Linked DNA regions of Drosophila melanogaster: region 1 is linked to region 2. A link is a contact called in public Hi-C data. All regions are on one chromosome and are shown on one strand. The core of a region is the stretch at or near the end of the contact, and the rest is flanking DNA. Distances in the headings are between cores, read along the strand shown. Region 1 overlaps CG32264. Region 2 holds the start of CG32295.

What was found. A called contact is a pair of places that touch in the nucleus more often than the background predicts.
Region 1: a contact with region 2 is called in a Hi-C map of the Kc167 cell line, with 2.5 times the contacts expected there. A contact is called at or near these places in 15 of 107 Hi-C or Micro-C datasets (the Kc167 cell line, cellular blastoderm embryo, embryo and 4 more).

The regions. Positions count from the first base shown.
Region 1 is chr3L:3,769,500-3,776,160 of dm6, forward strand. All of the region lies in intron 2 of CG32264, which reads right to left. Among named protein-coding and RNA genes, the nearest start is that of ppk27, 18 kb to the left of the region's middle.
Region 2 is chr3L:2,521,987-2,529,110 of dm6, forward strand. CG32295 reads right to left here and starts at 4,987. Exons shown (of 1, transcript NM_167954.2): 1 at 3,813-4,987. The coding sequence starts at 4,941. The coding sequence ends at 3,865. Spn (Spinophilin) reads right to left here. Exons shown (of 16, transcript NM_001259642.1): 4 at 2,613-3,732.

The DNA of each region.
Region 1 (6,661 bases), core at 717-3,216, 1.2 Mb after region 2:
GGGCGTTCCCCCATTTTGGGCCACCGCTTATTAAATGGACGCATTCCACGCCCACTTTTACCGCTACTGCGGCTTTTGTTTTTTTGCTTTTCCTGAAATATGTGTGCAAACTGCAATTTCATACGATTGTGCAATCATTAGCGAAATGCTTTGCAAGCTAGGAATTCAGTAATGGATTTATTCACAACAAAGAAATACAAAATGCACTGCCAACGGTGCGTAAAATCCTATTAGGCAGGTCATTAAAAGGGAGGATTTTTAAACAAAGTATTGTATAAAAAATAACTGCTAATTGCACTTCAAGTTAAGCGAAATTGAATTTACTTTCCAATTTTAAATATGTACTCCAAATTTGAACAAACCATCAATCTTTTCCCTTTCATCGAACGCAAAAGATAAACTTTAAATTGAACGTCAAAGGCTTATAAATATATTCACTCAAGCGAATGAAGTTTCCCAGTGGAATATTTGTATTTTCATTCCTTCAACTGGACAAATATTTAAATTCCTACTCTGCTATTTGAGGCTCCATCTCAGTTTGCATTGGAAAATCTCTTTCCCAAACAATTGATGCCGAGAAAATGGGAGAAATACATACCCGTAAATCAGCAAAAGGATGAAGATAAGGCAAAGAAAAGTCAACAAAAACAGCACTAGATATGTCGACTCATTCCGAAGTTGGACCGACCAATCCCGCCCACTTTTCCCTGCTCTTGATGCTGCTTTTTCAGATAAGCTCTGGCATACAACAACGTGAAGCATAAAAAAGACTACACCCACATGGTGAAAAACTTCGAAGTGCTGCCTGCATTGAAGCGTTGAAATTAGGCTACCTGAGCCATAGGAGAAAGATGTGGGGGGGGGGGGTTTGTTGGGCACTTGGAGGTAGAAAAATAAAGGGGAACCAACTGTAAAACTACTGCAAATGGGCTAACAACTATTTGGCTTCCTGATCTTCTTACCATAACTGGGCTTCTCTCGCAGCGACTGCTCCAATTGTGGTCAATTGTTGGTCAACAGCAGCCGCCAGTTACATAATAAAAACTGTGCGAAAAGGAGGACACACAAGTGAAGTGAGTCCAGCATCTTTAAGTTGCTTCTAGTTTCGTTTTGTGTATCTCGCAAATGTGTGTCACTTTGAGGGAATTACTTTGGCCAACAGCAGACGCCCTACAAAGAATAACAGCTAGGAAAATCTTCGACTCATTTCGAATGGCGCCAACAAAGAGAATCGCGCAGCGGCGGGGGAAATGCGGAAAATACCCGGAAAATTGGGTGACAAATTCGCTTGGTGAACATGTTTAGTTGAAAAGAAATGCCAACAGTCGCTATTTAGTTTCGTTTAATATAAGAACAGTGAATATGTTAGCTCATCTTTAAAATCACTTCAACATTTAAGTCCTAAAATAATTAACTTATAATTGGTTTAATTCACATGCAAAGGAAAATGACTTAATTTATAGCAGCGCTTTTCATGATGTTTGTTTTAATAAATTTATTCATATGGCTGGGAAAAAATAACCCATTGCATCTTCCCACACCGAGCAGTTAATTAATTTCAAACTAATTTGTTTCCCAGTCCAAAAGATCATAAAATCGGCATACCCAACCGGCTGGTAAACAGATATTACACATCATCAGAATCACAGCACGAGACCAGAAATTGTTAAGACGAAATGGCAATTTCGGACGCGTCTTCCCCAATTTCCGCGGCTGTTTCCCCGTTTTTTTTTTTTTTTTATGGCCCAAAGGGAAAACCAAATACAAAATAAGGCAAATAATGTGCGCTATATGCAAAACACACGAAAATAAACAACGCAGTCGACGTTGTCGTCATTATATTATTTTTATTTCATTTTCTTTACACGATTTTCTGTGGCGAGAACCGGTTTGGGGAGCATCGTTGGACGTTTGAATGAATGCAGCAGCTTCCAAGATTTTGGCAACAACAACCAAGTACAACAAAAGCCAGTGAAGGGCGCGGCAAAAGCAACAGCAACAATATCATTAAAAAATAACCAAACAAAAAACAGCAACGGGTTTTCGCGAAAGTTGTTGTCATTGTTCGCTTGTTGTTGCTGTTATTGTTTTCGCTGCTATTCTCGCTTGAGCGGCAGTTTTTTGTTACTACTACAGTAAGGCATTGATAACATGAATTTTTTACAGATGGATAAATCTGACTATTAAATATGAATAATAAGTACTATTGTTTGCTTTTATGAACCTATATTATATCAAGATATAATTATTTAGATATTTATTCCATATATTTTATGAAGTATACACTTTAACAATAACCACTGTAGTGGGTCTTAAATTTTTCGGGGCGCCCGCCAGATTCGCTTGAGGCCAAAAGCGAGACAGTTAAAGAGGCAGAGAGAAAACCCAAGAAATATGGCTGACTCTTGCTGGAAAAATGTTTTCTTCTCATTGTTGTAGGTATGTAATGTTACACGATGTGAATGGGTGGTACCTCAAGGGGGGTGGGGGTAGCAACGGGAAAAACACAGTACTCGGGCAAAAAACAAGCCATAAACTGACAACCAGATGAGAGTCAAGGAGTAAAAGTATGAAAACATCCATTCGATATGCGGATAAATTATTACGAGCACACAAATTATGAATGTTTAAGCTGGATTTATGCAAAGGGTTCAAAACGTATGGATTTTCACTTGAATTTGCAGCTTAAATAAGCTGCTTTGGTTTTTATACATTTAACGTTCTATATATGGTACATTTGTTTGTACATACATATACGATCTATTGAAGGTGTACGAATTCCGTTCTACGTAAAATGTCAATTGGCTTGCTCCACTTTAAAGCGCACTACTCGCTTATAAATAAACAAAAATCGTCGCTGATAACTACACCGCAAACACGATGAATAAATATAAGTGAATAAAAAACGAACAGCTAACAATAACATGGGGGAATTTATTTGCACAACGTGATGTGCTCAACAATTTGTTAAAAACAACACAGAGAAGAAGAGTTGAGAAATAAACTTAAGCCGGGGATTTTAGGCACCTAACAAAGTCAAAGGTATATATATAAATTATTTCTACAACTTATCGCATGCAACACATTTTGTATTTGAGCCAACGAATAAATTACCACAAAAGCAAAAGTGAGTGAAAAATCAGAGACTGAGGCTGACACAACATGTCAAAGCTGAAATCCCACAAAAACAAACCAAAAGTTAATTACAGTGAATAAGAGTAATGTATTGGCGGTGGGTGCGTGAGAAAAATGTGCTATTATTATCGTAAACATCGGTAAATGTAAATTTTCCTTCACACTCGCAAATAAATTCACATAAATTTTTTGGTAACTTTAAGGAGTTAATAAATTATAATCTTCAAGACCTAATTCAAATCACGGCTCATCTCTAGCTGAGTGCGAGAAAAAAAAATCGTGGCCAAAATGTCAGACAGGTTGAAGCCTTTGGCGGAAAGTGAAACACTCGCAGAGAAAAGAAAAATTTTTTTTGTGTGAAAAATAAATTGCAATTTTCTCTCATTTGCACCCCATGCTAATTTTCTTTATAAAATAGATTTTGGTGTGGTTTTTTTTTTGTTTTTTCTTGTTTTTTTTTTATTTTTTTGAAGGTTATTCGGCACTAATTGAAGCCAGGCAATGGCAATTACAAATGAATTGAACGCACACACCGAGTCGCTGGCAATTTGTGGGCCCGGTCTAATGTCGATTTGATTGCAATATGAAGCCTGAAATTAAATGTAATCGTTTGCAATCGAATTGGCAAGTGAAAGGGGAGTTCAGTTGGGGGGATAGGTCACGCCCGGTGGCACGTTGTTGGGCAAGGTATCGAAAAAGCATCGCACATCGTCAAATGCACATGCACAAAATTTTAAAATCGCATTACGTATACGCAACGTTGCGCAGCAAAGGGAAAACATAGCGGTGTGGGGTGTATATTGATTTGAATTTGTTTATTTTCGTATATTTCGTTTCGTGAATGAACCCGAAGCATTGAAGCGAAACGGCATAGTCATCGGCAATGACAAAATCCGAATCATTTTACATCGCGCCTAGATAGTTGTTGACATTGAGCAGAGTGAATGACAGCTAAATTACTATGGACACTATTATAGAGTTACTGATTATTAAGATCTCTAAAAATAACAGAGAGAAAAATGAACAAGCACAGCAGGCTTGAATATTTATAAATAATCTCATCATTCATTTAAAATACTCCTTGAATTCGTAATAACATCTTTTTCATTTGTCATTTGTCATCAAATTCCAATACAAAAATACCCATGGCTTCAACCATCTCATTCACCTGAGCCCAGGCAATCAAAGTTGCAGCTAATTGTATGCCGTTGCAGGCACAATTCCCATTATTTACCGGCAAATTGCCGGCGTCTGTGTCAAAGTCAATTATGAAACCAATTTCAGAACTGATTCCCGGCTTCTCTGCCCAACCGTTTCTCCATTTCTCTATGTTTCTCCGCATTTCTCCCTACACAGAGAGAGAGAGCACGTAATTGGTCAAAATTCGTGCGGCTAACAATCGTTCAAATTAAACGGAGAAGGAGACTTTATGAATAATGGAATGGCAATGAATCATGCGACGATCGAACGAATGAACAATAACAAATTGCATATTAAATGCTTGGCCATAAATCGTCAAAGACTTTGCAGCTGCCTCCCATTTTCTATACACTTTTTTCCAGCTTTAATAAAATCCCTCATACGCCCAGTTGGACGCATATAAAATGCATGCCGCTAATTGCATTGACATTTGACATCTTCCGAAGGGTTTTATAAATAGATATGAACATCGTCATCGACTTAATTGACTCGTGTGTTGGAGAAAAAATTGCGGAAAAAAATCTCAAGGGTAGGGTCTCAAATTTCCACGCATTACAACTTTGAACACATTTACTCTGTTGTTCATTTATCTTTATTTAAACAAGGTTCAATGGCCTATCGTCTACGAAATCGAAGGTAAATATTTACAAACAACTTACAAGATATTTTGAAATGCAAATAAAACTCCCAGGCATAATTTTGTGTATGTAATAGCCAAATGAATTTCATTCATCGACCTATAAAAATAAAATTGAACTTCAATTTGAGCACACAGCACATTTTAATTAAAAATCCTTGAAAAATTATTCGCTTTTATTTGGCATTTGTTTAATCAGCTCACAAAATAATTTCCGCAAATGTATGTCAGGGTTATTTAACTTTGCATTGTATTCTTTTTGTATTCTATTTTTTTTTTTTTGCTTGCTAGCAACAGAGAATTTTTGCATAACATTCTTATTAAAATCTAAGCCAATTTTCATTACATTTTAGACAAATTGTTTACATTGTTTTACAGCCAGTAAAGTACAAAAAAATAGTAAAATATAAGTACACAAACTACAGAAAGCTGAAAATGTTGTTAAACTAATTTGCGTCAGAGCCTTAAGTTGTCTGGAAATTTGCATATAAATTGTTCAACATGTATGAGAAAATAACAAGTAAGCAATCAGAATAAATTACTTTAAATATTTGTGATTTAATTATTCCCCTTGCTTTAAACGTGCACTAAAAGTAAATAAATTTATGCAGCCCATCTTAAATTGAGTGTAAAACTGAATGAATCCTAAGCATCAATATCTGTTGAATGAATCTCGTTGAATGTAAATTCTTAACACAAACGACAAACTTTAACTACACGTTAATTGATATTTTTGCAATGGCTGCAAACAGTTTTTCACATCGGAAAAACTTTGTCCGCCGTTGAGTGGCAAACTTTCCAACTGTCAAATTGGCCAACAGCCAGACAGATAAGGGAAATCTGTGAAAAGTGGGTAGGATGGAAAATGGCAACGCAAACAGAATCCGACACCTGGACAATGTCTGGTCGGATGTCTGCACAGGATGACAATGACGACGACGTTGACGATGATGACACTCAACGGAAATGAGCAGCAAACTTTGACACATTTTGCGCAGACTGTACTTAGTCTAGATATTTGTTCCGCCGGAAAGAGACGGACAGCATAAGTGTGCAACAGAGACAGAACGACAGAGTGATATCAATTTTGAAATGGACTGGATCCCAAAAACTCTTGACCTGCAATGCAGCTTCCTCTGTCTGGCCATCATTCGCAGTTCCTACTCATTAATTAAGCGCAGCAACCAAATGAATACTGACAGATACAAATCTGAATACATAAATGCACTGAGAGACCAGTTTTGGATTTATGGATGTAGTTACTTTACTTTTTCTTTTATTTTCTTTTATAAATGCAAATTTCATTGCATTTTCTTATATTTATATTTTCCCAGAATTTTTTCCCTCCATTCATTACATATTCACGCATTTTTATTCACATTGAAATTGAACTTTACAAAGACTCATACATATTCAGCCATTAACAGCAAGCAAATTGCAATCTTTGTTGAATGGCTTGGGGTTCTTTTGAATGCTGCACTTTTTGTGCTGAACTCTGTCGATTGACCGATTAACATAAACATTTTCCTGATTAATGGCCGTCGTGTTGGCTTTATGTTTTATTTGGCCTGGGTGCGGTCCATTCAATGTGATCGATCATTGTTCGATGGAACTATGGGACACATACATATATGTATATAGAAATATAGCTATAGTATTCAACGTACTCTGGGCCAAGTTAGTGGCACT
Region 2 (7,124 bases), core at 3,737-6,236:
TAGCTTTGTAAATAGACTGTGAATCAATCATTGAACTGTTTGTTCGTAATTAAATGTGATATACAGTGATTAGGCTAATCGACTCCGAGTGCCAAATCAACCGCAAAAGCCTCATTCCGAATATCCTTGAAATGCACGAGCATGTCAAACCACAAAAGCGTTGCCTGTTGGCAAACAAATCATAGGCAGTAGAGGGCCAGGACCAATTGCCATTAATGCATGCGATGGGAAAAGTACGGAAACTGGCCAATTGGACAGTTGGTAAAATGGGTAAGTAGACATCGCTTTGGTTAGCCGTAAGTACGCCTGCCTATTGACACACCGAAATCGGAAAATTGAAAACTGGCCACTAACGAGACTTACGACGCATGTGTGCGACTCTCCGACACGACAGACGTCTAATTAAAAGCCAACAAGGCACTGATAATGCCATTCATAACCGGATATATCCTCGCAATGGGATCCGTTCGTCATCATCATCATCATCATCGAAACAGCGGCAAAATGTCATAAGCAGGCAGAAAAGTGCCAGCGATGGCGAACATTAAATATTGATAATAATATTTTTCACCTACCAAAGGAGCCCACACTGTGTTGACACTTTTCAGCAGTTCCTTCTCCAGCTGCAGTTCCACTGGCAACTCGGGACGACTTAAAGTTTAATTAAAACTTATTTCCTGCGCCCGAGCACGAAAATGTTAATTAAAACGATGTTCGGCGAGAGATTGCCTCACATTTCGTGCGTTTTTCCGCCATTGCCACTTTATTTTTGCCAGCCAAAAACGGATTTCGTTTCGCGCGCGGAATTTCCCGTTTGTCGTTCCTATGCGTTTTCCTATTCTTATTTTGGCAGCGTTACGATTTTCCAGCCATGCGACAGGATGAACGAGCGGCGGGCATGTGATTCGAGTGGCTCCGCAAATGCAGGACAAAACTGCACAGGACACGCAGGAGCGAAAAATGAGTGGAAAGTGCAGGCGACGAGCACAACGAGAGAAAAACGAGTGGAAAAGCGTCGGGAAAGCCTCGTTCGTTCGTTTGTTTCCACTCCAAGTTGAGCACGGCAAGCGTTCATAAATAAAGGGCCAAAAAACGGTCGACTAATTGACGTATGCAGCGCAGCACACATATTGCCAAAGAAACTACGGTTAAGTGTAATTTTTTCCGCGGCCAAAACGAAATTGCTTATTTGCGTGCGAAACGTGAAAATTCCGGGACGAGGTGGCGAAAAAAAGCCAAGGCAAGGATACGTAATTCCTCTTCCCGGCAATGGCTCATAATAAATTGCCACGAAACAAAAGCGTCGAAGACCGAACGCAAACTTGAACGCAAATAAGCGCAAAAACTATAACGATTGCAATGGGAACAACTTGCTGGGAAATCGTTTGAAAATTGCATTTAAATATGTGCAATAGCTTGCAGAAGGTGGAGGTTGGGGTGGGAGCTCCGGTTCCCCGGCCAGCAGACAATAAATCAATGGCAAGTCAATTCTGGGAGCAGCCACGAATCGTTTGAATCGCAGAAAGCCAGGCCCCGAGAATAAATGACTGCGAAAATCTAGATATATTTAAACGTTTAACCGCCGTGTTTGAACTCGAGCATTTTGGGTTCACAAGCGAAGAACTCAGTGTTGGACTGCTTTCTTTCAAAGGGTTAAACATTATACTGCATGAATACAGCGTACAGCGTCTAAGTATATTTCAATCTTTCAAGTTCTAGAAATCCAGTATCGAATGTGGTCACAAACAAATCCACTACCTGAGCTAATACCAACGACTGGGACTAGTTGACGGGATTAGAGTTGGAAATAGTTAAAAGAGTTTGTCAGTTTAAAGTGGCCATCAGCTCAGCTCCACCAAAGCGAGTATTCACGTGCACTCACACTGCAACTGCTACTGCAACTTTAACTCCGCCGGAGTCAACACTTCCGGGCGGAACAGACTCCGGATGGCGAGTGCATCAGCAGTTGACAAGCGACAGATTAGCTTACAATTACAACAAAGCCGGCGCTGAAAGGTGACTAAGCTGATGATGAATAGTAACCTGGCAGAGGAGAGGAGACGTCGGTGGGGTGTTGCAAAGTAAATATTTGCTCAATATGTGAGCGAGTGAATAAAGTTCAAGCAGGGCCAAGAAAATGCAGGGAAACTGCATACCGCCTGCTACCTGGAATGCCTGGATTTCTGGATTAATTATTGGCTACAGGTAATACATAAAATGCTAATGAGATGGCTTAGTTAGCATCAACAGAATGGGCAAAGGCAAATGTTGCTATTTCATTTGGTTACTTATGCTGATTAACTAGGAATAGCTTAGCTTCCAATGATGAATATCGGCAGATATTGTGAGAAATCTAAGAAAATGCTGCGACTACAATAAACTACACAATAACTAGGTAATACATAAATGTAAAGTATGTAGGAATAAATAAAGAAAATCATCAAATTACACATTATCTTATATTAATAGATAATGAATTGACATGACAAAAACTATAATAACATACTAAGTAAGTACAAAATATACATTACAATACATAAAAGAAACAAGACACATGCCTAAATTACACACAATAAATTGTAAATAAATAAACTTCCTTTAAAGTGACTCACCTAGAGCTCAACAATCTTTCGGCCTCGGCGGCGGTCATGTCATCCGGCAGGCTATCCTCCCGTGGAATCGCTGCAGCTGGTGTAGCAGCTTGAATCGAAGGGGCAGTGGCCACACTGTGATTCACATGAACCTTGATCACCTCATCCACGACATCGTCGATTAGTTCCACATCCAATACATCGCCGTCCTTTAGATGGTTTATGATGTCCTCCTCATCCTCGCCAGCGCTGGTATCGGCATACTCCAAGTCCTGAAGCTCAAGGGAGCCTTGAGCCGGAGCTCGTCGCTCGGGAAGGACCGGAGCCTCTTCCTCCTCTTCGTCCTGCTGGAGTTCCAGCACCTCCACATACTCCACGGCCAGGTGCTCGTCCTCCTCTACGAGATCTAGTTCCTCCTCTTCGTGCGCATCGATCGAAGCAATGGGGGCAATGCCCTTTACTAAGGCCGAACGGGCGGGAGAGCATTGGGGCGTGGTTTTGGCACTGCCTCCACCACCAACACTCTGATCCTGATTGCTGCTATTGCGCCGCCTTATAGGTGAAACCACACCCACGGGTGGGGAACTATACGACCCGCGATGCAGTGGAGATCCCTCCACGCTGGAGGAATTTGGAGACTGGATGAGAACGCTTCTTGAGGGAGCCACTGGTTGGGACTCCTGCACATCAGGCTTGATAATGGCGTAAACCGTGCTCGATTCCTGACCAAAACCATTGGCTCCGTGGAACTTGCGCTGCATATCGGTCACCTTGGCCGTGTCGTAGAGTTCAGCTTCCGATCCGTAAACCTCGCGACTTTCGCTGCCATCGGGATTCAGGCGATAGCCGACGTCCACGTAATTCAGGCTATGCGGCTGCTCCTCCGTCTGGTCGTAGGCGGGCTGCAGCTTGGCCTTCAGCTCGGGCGCGGACTCATTGAAACCACCCTCGTCCTGGCTGGTGGTCGATATAATGCTCGGGGGACGCTGGCCAAGACCGGCGGCCGGCATGTTCACCGTGATGCTGCTACGCTTGTTGGCCACTCGCTGTGGAGATCCGGCGGCGGAGCCCGGAATGGAATGTTGCTGCTGTTGCTGGGAGTTGTTGGCCGATGGCGAAGATTCGTCCACAGATTTGCGACCTGGAAAAACAAAAATTACCCATTAATGTATACATAGCTACATAAATGAAAGCTACATCCCAAAAGATCAAGCTTTAAATATTATACAAAATGGCATCTTTTATTATGAAACTGATTCTGAAACATATGTCATTATGCCAAATCCTCTTTGAGCATCCTTATCAGATCTTTTTGCATGTTGAGAAGCACACGAACGCGCCCCGAGTTGGAATGTGGGTCAAAATCCGAACCATCCTGCAAATGAAGATCGAAAAAATTCCTATATCTTTTCAACTCCTCCTCCAAAATGTCCTTGTTATCCGGAATCGGTTCACCACGCAGTTCCATTCGAATAAGCTCCATCAAATCGATCATACGTTTTCGAACATCTTCGGGTGACTTCTGACTATCGGAATTTTGAAAAGCGTTGGGCTTCTGGTTACTTCTGGGTGAAAATTTGGGCGGCGAGGATTGGGAACGACTGGTGGACGATTGCGTGGCAGAGGGAGAAGAGGAATGGTTTAAACGGAAATTCGCTTTTTGGTTTTTGTAAAGCTGACGCACTTCGTCATCACTTGTCGTGTGTACGGGACGGAGGAGCCGTCGGCTCCTCTGCACTTGTGGTTTTAAAATGGATGGGACACTTGTCCCGCCGGAAGGACGAGCACAATTCGAGAAGGTGTCCCAGTACTCAGACGTCGACCGTTTACCGCTGCAGTCACATGACAAAGCGGAGGAGGGCACTGCGGCTAGAGAAGATTGATTCAGATCACAGGAACGCTGCATTTCAGTCAGGTTTGGGCATTGCTGATCCTCTGGCTTCTCCGTGAAGTCGACCCAAGCCAACTCCGCTGGCGGAGGCTCCTCGAAAACGCCAGTCAGTCGCCGTTGGTTTAGGCAAACACTGAAGTGACTCATGTACGCGTTGCGCATGCGCAGATCGTAGAGAGTGTGGCAATGCATGGTGGTCAGTTTGTTGAGCCACAGCCACGAAGTCCTAAACTCCGGCGTATTTTCGCAGAACACATCCTGTGGACTTGGCGAGCAGTCTAGCATCAGGACAAAGTCATTGGAGAGCAGCGAGCTATTTTGATCGTTCTCATCCGGTGTCCTGGCATTACCTCGATGGCTATCCGCGTGCTGCACATGAGTGGAGGATGTGGTCAGGAGCAGGCTGGCATGGCTATTACTCTTCCTTCTATCACTCGCCACTACTTTCGAATCTGGCATAATTCATTTGTGTTATTCGGGTGTGTATTTAATTTTGTTTTGATCGAACAATCTAAAAATGTCAAGGGCAGAGAATTCTTCTTGGTTCCTTCGATATTAAAATAGTTCGCATATTCCTTATCTTTAAAATATAGATAGCTGAGTCACAGATTCATCGCTAAATGTTGTGACACTTTCAATGAATTGTTTAATTAATCGTCCACTTTCCTAATTTATTTATTTATGCACAAATTTTGGTGGGGGAACACGAATGCCTTAATGGATCAGAGCTAATCGCAACTTTCATATACACATTTTTGTATTTTGGGACTTTGCAGACTATTTTCGTGTGTAGGTGCTGATGCTAAAGCTGTCAACGGAAGGCATAAATATAGACGCCTCCAAATACACGAATGTATATATATAAATACATCTCTGAATTGGACCTTTGGGGATCTTTACTGGGGAGATGGAGCAGACATGCGACACATATGTACATATATATTTTGGTCTTTTTGTAAAACGTGTAGGCATTTTCCAATTGACAGTGGAATGTCTTAGAAGTTTTGTAAGTTTGCCAATTATCTTGGGCGCAGAGACATATAAAAGTTTCGAGGTATTTTAAATATTAGTTTTTATGCAGACACGTTTTTCTTTTTACCAGTACCCACCTCGACAGGCTTGACAAAGTTTTCGCAAACTGAGACACATTTTTTATTCAATTCACTACCACTTATCAATGTTCTGAGACACACATCTTGTGATTACTAAATAGAAATATATGGCAAATTAAGTTGAGATTGAAAACAATAACGTTGCCACGGATTCCGATATAGTAACCATGATTAGAATAAGCATCTGGTTTAAGTTCATAAATTTCAACCGAGTTTGAATTGAAACCAATTCTTCATTGTATGTAAAGTGCAGAGGGCCTGCCGAAGACATGATAGCAAAGCTGGGATTTCGGGTGCCGCCAGTTGACCGACCACAGGAGCCAGAGTTGGCCAGCTTGCTGGATCTGGTCAAGTGCACCCTGGCGTATGCTTAATGCCAATTAGACATGCGTGCGCTTTTAATTAAGACCAGCATGAATACTTAATGCAAACGGGTAACTGAGGTCAGTTTGGGGAGCGGGACGAGCGAGAGCAGCTGACGAGGGCCAATGCGGCGTATGTGTGATTTCTGTTTCGGTTCAAGTAAATAAACTTGATGAAAATTCAAGCCAAATTCCGAAGGTCGGCCGTTGGGTGGTGGAGGCGTAAACAAACGCAATTGAAATCGATGAAAAATCGAAGGGGAAAATCACACTTTTGTTCGCTCTGTGTGTGCGTTGTATAATGAGATGCGAAAATTAATGAAAAACCGGGCCAAAAATAAATGCTTTGCAAAAAATAGCACAAGAATAAAAACAAAAGCAAACAAAAGACAATTAATGAGAAGTAACAAATGGCAAATCAGAAAAGGGGGTTAAATGAAATGGGAAAAAGTTTCCAATAAATCAAGGTTTATAAATAACTTTCCCAGTAATTGAAGCAATGAAAATGAATGAATAGAAAAAATGCAACTACATATATACATATTCAGCGAACGCTTTCAATGAATCAAAGGCAAAAAATCGATTTGAGTTTGCTATAAAAAAAAAATGGGTGAAAAAATGTAGGCACTTGCTTTTCACTTTGAGGAACGACCACTAAAACCATGAAAAAATTTGCCTAGTAAAATGCAAAAATAATTGTTTGAGGAACCACAACAAAGCAACGGCAAATTAGAGAAGCCAAAAACAGGGAAAAGGAAGATTTTCCAAGAGACGCCAGAAGAAATGTCAAGACAAAAAAACGGAAGTTGCTGTCAAAATGTGCCAAAAACCCAAAGATAAGAAGGGGAATCCCCGGGAAGAAAGGCAGTTGCAATGCGTACGCTGGCTGGGTGATATAGAAAGTCGGCGTTTGTGTACTTGTTGGGTCAACTTGCAAAAGTCCTGACAATGCAGATATGCATAATGAAAACACAAACGAGACCAAAACAAAGGAGAGTCTTAAATCTCTGTGGCTAAAAAGAGGGCACAAATATCTTCTGCATGTCCTGCAAAATAGCTGAGCAGGCTAAAGTCCTGGGAATTCATTAAAGCAAAAATAAACAGCAATCTGAACGAATGTACAAATATTTCAAATTTCCATAGAAGATAAAATTCTGTTATGTGCAAA